Regions from separate parts of the Mus musculus genome. Here region 2 is linked to region 1. A link is a contact called in public Hi-C data. All regions are on one chromosome and are shown on one strand. Each heading gives the region's core, a stretch centred on a gene start, on an enhancer-like site or on the middle of the called end of the contact. The rest is flanking DNA. Distances are from core to core; before and after follow the strand shown.

Region 1 (2,793 bases), core at 103-2,602:
GACACAATTTAAAACAATAAGGGGCCCCAACCTGACATTATGAGACAAGGAACCACCAAAGAAGTTGCTGAGTTAATGCTATATTGGCCATCTACTGCTGCGCATGCAGCCTGCCCATAAGAGTAATTTTCCCAGTGAGCCTTCCTTGGAGAAAACTAAATTTTTACTTTCAAGTAATTATTCGTCGGAGTTAGCTTCTGGGTCAGGCATGGGGCATGTGTACCTACTCCTTTCAGATCTAGGACCCCATCTGTTATAGTCTCATGCAGTCCCCGTACATGTGGCTTCTGTCACTGAGTTCACATGCACCTCAGACCTGTTCTGTTTTGAATGCCCTTGTTACCTTGGTGATCTCCATCGCCTCTGGCTCTTATACTCTTTTCTGCCTCCTCTTCCACAAGATTTCCCTAACCCTGAGGGAAGGAATTTGAGAGAATTTTCCCATTTTGGCTGAGTGTTCCAAGGTCTCTCAGTGTCTGTGTCATGTCTGGCTGTCTCTCTGTAGATCTCTGTGTTAGCATCTCTCTTCTGCAGGAGAAAATTTCTTTGATGATGGCTAAGCAAGGCCCTGATCTATGAGTAGAACAGAAGGTCATTAAGAGTCCTTTTATTGCTACATGGTTTTAGTAGAATCATAGTATTTGGTTTTACCCTAGGACCCTGGGCTATCTAGTTTCAGATTCTTGGTTAACTAACTCTTATAGCATTAGCCCAGGATCCAAATTAGAACTGTTGGTATGACCTGGATGAGGAGGAAAATGTGTCCCCCTGTCTTATGAGCAATAGAGAGTGTTTCTCTGACCAGCCCTCAGTCTCCTCAGAGCCTTACCTTGGGGATTAGCCAGCTCTTCCTGAAGGATCTCCTCATCTCCTTCCAGCCAGTGATTGATTATACATCTTCATTGCCTAGGCAATTCATGCACAGAATGTAGGATGGACTCAGCAGTCAAGGTAAGAAGAGGAGGGAAAAAAGTAATTTGGGACAAGCTGTGGTTTAGGTAGAAACTGTGTTTTAAACAACAACCCACTGATTCTATGGTAAGCCTGCTTAGCTGTTCAGAGGGTGTGCATGTGTGTGTGTGTGTGTGTGTGTGTGTGTGTGTGTGTGTGTGTGCTGTGTGTGTCTTCTTTCACGCTGAAATGAAAATGCCCTTAAACGTTAGAAATATTCTTTGCAGAGAGAAATAAGCAACCAAGACACTTTCCTCACTGATATCCCCTCCAAATATAAATAGTTTTATAAACATTTAAATATTTTCTCTGTTTCTTGGAAGATTATAAATGAGAGAGAGAGAGAGAGAGAGGGAGAGAGAGAGAGAGAGAGGCAGAAAGGGAAAGAGGGAGAGAGAGTCAGATCACAGGTCCAGTCAACATGGATGCATAAACCTCACACCTGAAACAGAGATTATTTTATTATCACAGAACTAGAAAAAACTGCTGGTTTATAAAATGACTTGCAACCCCAGTCAGCCCTCAAGGCTTTAGGGAAGTTAAGGCTTCCCTCCTCCCATCCTCCTCCCTAGAAATATTAACATAGGGAAAGTGAAAGCAAAGAACTTCAGAATGAGTTGATGGAAAAGAGAGATGTATAGAAAGCCAGAATAAAATTTGGGAGATGGAAATTACCACAGGTCAATGAATGCCTTTGTTGTTCTGGGATGTTCATTTCAAAAAGCAGGAAAATGAAAGATAGGCTATAAAAGTCTCATCAGATTGGCAGCCCCTGGCTCACTGAAGCCCTCTTTTCATCTGCTCTATTTTGGTGTCCACATGTCTTTCCCTCAGAGATCATCTGCCACCAAATTTCATTGGGGGATCCAAACTTCCATTTAAGTAAAGTATACCTCGGAGTGGGAGGATTTTCTTTACAGTAAACTAGAGTCCCAGAGTACTTTTATGCAAACTCTTTCAAAGAACAGTCCTCCCAATCCCGTTGTAAATGTCATTATTTTGCCTATATTACAAGACAGCTTAGCTTCATTAAGTGTCATTATTTTGGATTAGGTTCATCACAATCATTTTAAAACTTCATTCTGAAATTTGTCATGTAAGCTACTCTTCAATTTTTTATCATGTACTAATTCAGTAACTATGTTTTCTAAGTACTTAGTCATATCATTGATTAAAATATAACAAGGGCAAGAAGAATAGAATCAACAATATTGTGTTAGAAATACCCAACATACAGAAAGAGCAACTTAACTCTAGAGTGGTTGCTTGATAACACTCAGAACAATTCAGACTATTTTTCAGTCTATCACTAACCATGAAGTAAGAGGAGCCTTTGTCTAGATGGCATGTAGAAGCCATTACACCTAACATTTCAGCCCTATATTTTTAAGGGCAATATATTTTTATGTATCATTAATCGATAAATCTATATTGCCCACAACCAATAACCACATTAACTTGGCTACAGGATCTAAAACATGGTTAATAACTCATCTTTGATGTCATCCATCTGACACCATAGCAGTGTACTTGGGGAATTTTCTCTTTTTTCTAAAATAAAAAAGCCTTGAAGACGTAATTTTGAATATTGAATGTTCTTCTCGGCACACATATTCTTACCATTTTATTAGCTTCACAATTCCAAGCACCAACATTGTGCATTTCTAATATTTTGGAACGCTGTCATTATGTTGTAAACAACATAACAGTGTTTGGGTGCCAGAGGGTAGATAAGTGTGGGATTTCCATAGAAACAGGCAGAGATTCTTAATATTGCCAAAACAATTTGGCATTTTGAAGACAATTTGTCACTTCCAAACTTCCTGATAATTGGCCTTACTG
Region 2 (2,793 bases), core at 193-2,692, 660 kb after region 1:
ACTATACTCACTGTCAGCCACTGCTGGGGAAGGGCCAAAGACCAGCGTCCGGAGGGAGTTATGAAACCGTTTCAGACGAGGATTCAGTAAACATATTCATGGAGAACAAGTCCAGTGTACGTTGTTCAATGAAAAGTTTTTAATTAAGAAATATGCATAATACACACACACACACACACACACACACATATACGGAGTATCCCAGAAAGTAATAATAGATCCAAATCAAAGAATTTTGAGGTTTACATATGTATTCTTTATATGTTGAGTGTGTGTGTGTGTGTGTGTGCGCGCATGTGTGTGTGTGTGTGTGCCAGAGGTGTCATCCTCAGAAGATGTCCGTCTCGCTTTTTTAGACAAGTTCTCACTGGCCTAAGCTCATCAGTTAGGCTAGGCTGACTGGTCAGTGAGCCCAGGGACCCATTTGTCTCTGGCTTCCCACCAGTGGGATTATAGACATACATCACCTCATGGTTCAAGCCCAAGGGCAAAGGGCCTACTATGCAAGCATGAAGAGTATGGAGAGCTGATGCTCCTTTAAAAGACAGGTGTGGCCATATGCTCTAGGTAGCTCAGCACTGGAGTTGGGAGTGATAGGGAATGAGGACAGCCAGTCCTGAACAGCCAGTCTACAGAAATGCCAAGTCTACAGGGTCGACTCCATAGGAAAACAGAGGGAGAACAATAGACAAGACATAGATTTCAATTTGCTGGCCTCCATTCCTTCCCCAGCCACATGCACATACATGCATAAATCCTCCACAACTTTATTAAATATAAATGCCCCGCTAATAACTGAAGAAGAAATGATTGGAGTCTGTAGAGCTGTTTCTAAATTCCTTATGTATTGATCTATCTAGGTAATTACTAGAAACTGATGATAAGCAGAAGATGAGTGTTTACACACCTCCTGAGGAGGATGCGGGGACTCAAAAGGAAGTCATAGGAAACTCAGAACTAGGCAAAGCATTCCACAGTAAACACGGGCCTGTCTAACAGGCACCACAGGAATGCCGGGCTTGGAGGCCAGTGGGATGACTGGCTGGACTCTGTACTAAGAAATACAGACATGGAAGAAAATCTGTATGTTAAAGATAAGAGGGCTTTCAGTGGACGCTTTGCCGAGGGCTTTCAGTGGACGCTTTGCCGATTTCAACTTTTGGATGTGTGGATACCTGACTTAAACCAACAAGCAAAACTAAAAAACAAAAACAAAAACAAAACGTTCCAGTCTGGTTGTGAGGGTGCACACCCGAAATCCCAGCACTTGGGAAGCGAAAACAGGGAGAAAGTTTTAAATGTTCATGATAATCAAGGAATAAATAAAACAAAGCCAAGTGCCACCAGATGGAGAGGGGAGGAGACCTCTTCCCAGGCCAAGTGGCCTGTGAGCCCTCCTCCTCAACAGACTTCTTGGTCCCAGAACAGCCCCGATGAGGCTTTGCTGCACCCGTGTGGCCAACAGGAGGCCTAACAGCAGAGCCGGGACAGACAGGCCCCAGGACACAAACTGAAAGGATAATGCTGACAGGATTCCTACCTGTTCCCCAGCTCAGGGCCAAATCAGTTCATACACAGAGCATCCACTGCAGCAAGGGAAGGGCTAGAGACCAAACGCTAAGGAAGTGGCTGAGATGCAGGATTCAAAGAGCCAAAAGAGCCTTGAAGTCACCTCTGCTGGTCAGAAGGTGGTCGGATGGAGATGGGGACTCAGCAGAAGATGGGGGAGGGGCAGGGAAGAGCAGCAAAACCAGAATCCTGATGGAGGAAGTTCCATCGGGTGGGGGAGGGGTGGTGGGGTAACGTCAGGGAAAGGAGAGGACGAGCTTGTCTGGAGGTCTGAGGACACAGGAGTCAGGCAAAGGGCACCTGAGTGCTCTTCCGGATTACCAAGATGGAACTAAGCTGATGGCCACAGACAACAGTTCAAGTCCTCAGCCTGCTGTTGTAACAAAAACCTACAGAGGTACAGGACTCGGACTTCAAATGTAAAAGCTGCTGTTGAAAGCATGTGAAGAGATCTAATCAGACCGTGTAGCCTTTGACATTTTGTTAGTAGGCATTAATGCTGACCCCGTAATGGCTGATTCGTATTTTCTTAGCTCCAAATGAAGTTTTTAATCTGCATGATGTATTGGACCTATAATTCAGTGGGCCTATACTTTACTAAGGGTGACAGGATTCTTTGACTCTGGGCATTTTCAGAACACAAGTGAGTACCATGTGAGCCCATGAACACACATTCTGGATCAGAGGTGAAGTGTCTTACCACATCCAAACCCCTTGCTCCTGAACCAGAGTTACACCCAATAGGATACTTCTCTACGGAAATTCACGGGATTAAGCTGGTGAGTGTTCCTGGGCAAGTCCCCTGGGTCCTGGGACCTTACTTATCTATGTAACAGGGATAATCTCACACCATCTCCTGAGAATTAGTGAGTTAAGATCTACAGTGTGCCCAAACAGTGACCGACATAGAAAACGTCAAAAGAATTCATCAGTTAAGAGCCACAGCTAATTTTTCAAAATGGGACTGAAATGTAAATCACTAATTTTTTCAAAGCAGGCTTATAAAACCATGCTGCCTTTTTAAACTAATAAGCATGATCGTGACTAGAATTAAATAACGCTACATCCCAGTGCCTCCCTGTCCAGCCCTAAAACTCATTTCCAGGAGAATCAGGCTTAGGGACTTTACTTATTCTGCTCTAAGCCCCTTTTAAACATTTCTTCTCTTCGTTAATCTGTCTGTTGTAATACTGAGGATTGAACCTTGGGCTTTGTGCATGTTAG

What was found. A called contact is a pair of places that touch in the nucleus more often than the background predicts.
Region 2: a contact with region 1 is called in a Hi-C map of the N1E-115 cell line, with 14 times the contacts expected there. The contact joins two enhancer-like sites. A contact is called at or near these places in 1 of 39 promoter capture datasets (hippocampal neurons), 9 of 484 Hi-C or Micro-C datasets (the N1E-115 cell line, cardiomyocytes, cerebellum and 4 more) and 1 of 115 datasets of contacts at active chromatin or transcription factors (astrocytes).

The regions. Positions count from the first base shown.
Region 1 is chr6:36,688,454-36,691,246 of GRCm38.p6, forward strand. No RefSeq gene overlaps it. Among named protein-coding and RNA genes, the nearest start is that of Ptn, 120 kb to the right of the region's middle. Within about 2 kb of position 1,353, at least 2 of the 459 cell types and tissues checked have an H3K27ac peak or open chromatin away from gene starts, as enhancers often do. A contact at or near this core is called in the N1E-115 cell line, where this site is marked.
Region 2 is chr6:37,350,474-37,353,266 of GRCm38.p6, forward strand. All of the region lies in intron 8 of Creb3l2 (cAMP responsive element binding protein 3-like 2), which reads right to left. Among named protein-coding and RNA genes, the nearest start is that of Dgki, 52 kb to the left of the region's middle. Within about 2 kb of position 1,443, at least 24 of the 459 cell types and tissues checked have an H3K27ac peak or open chromatin away from gene starts, as enhancers often do. A contact at or near this core is called in the N1E-115 cell line, where this site is marked.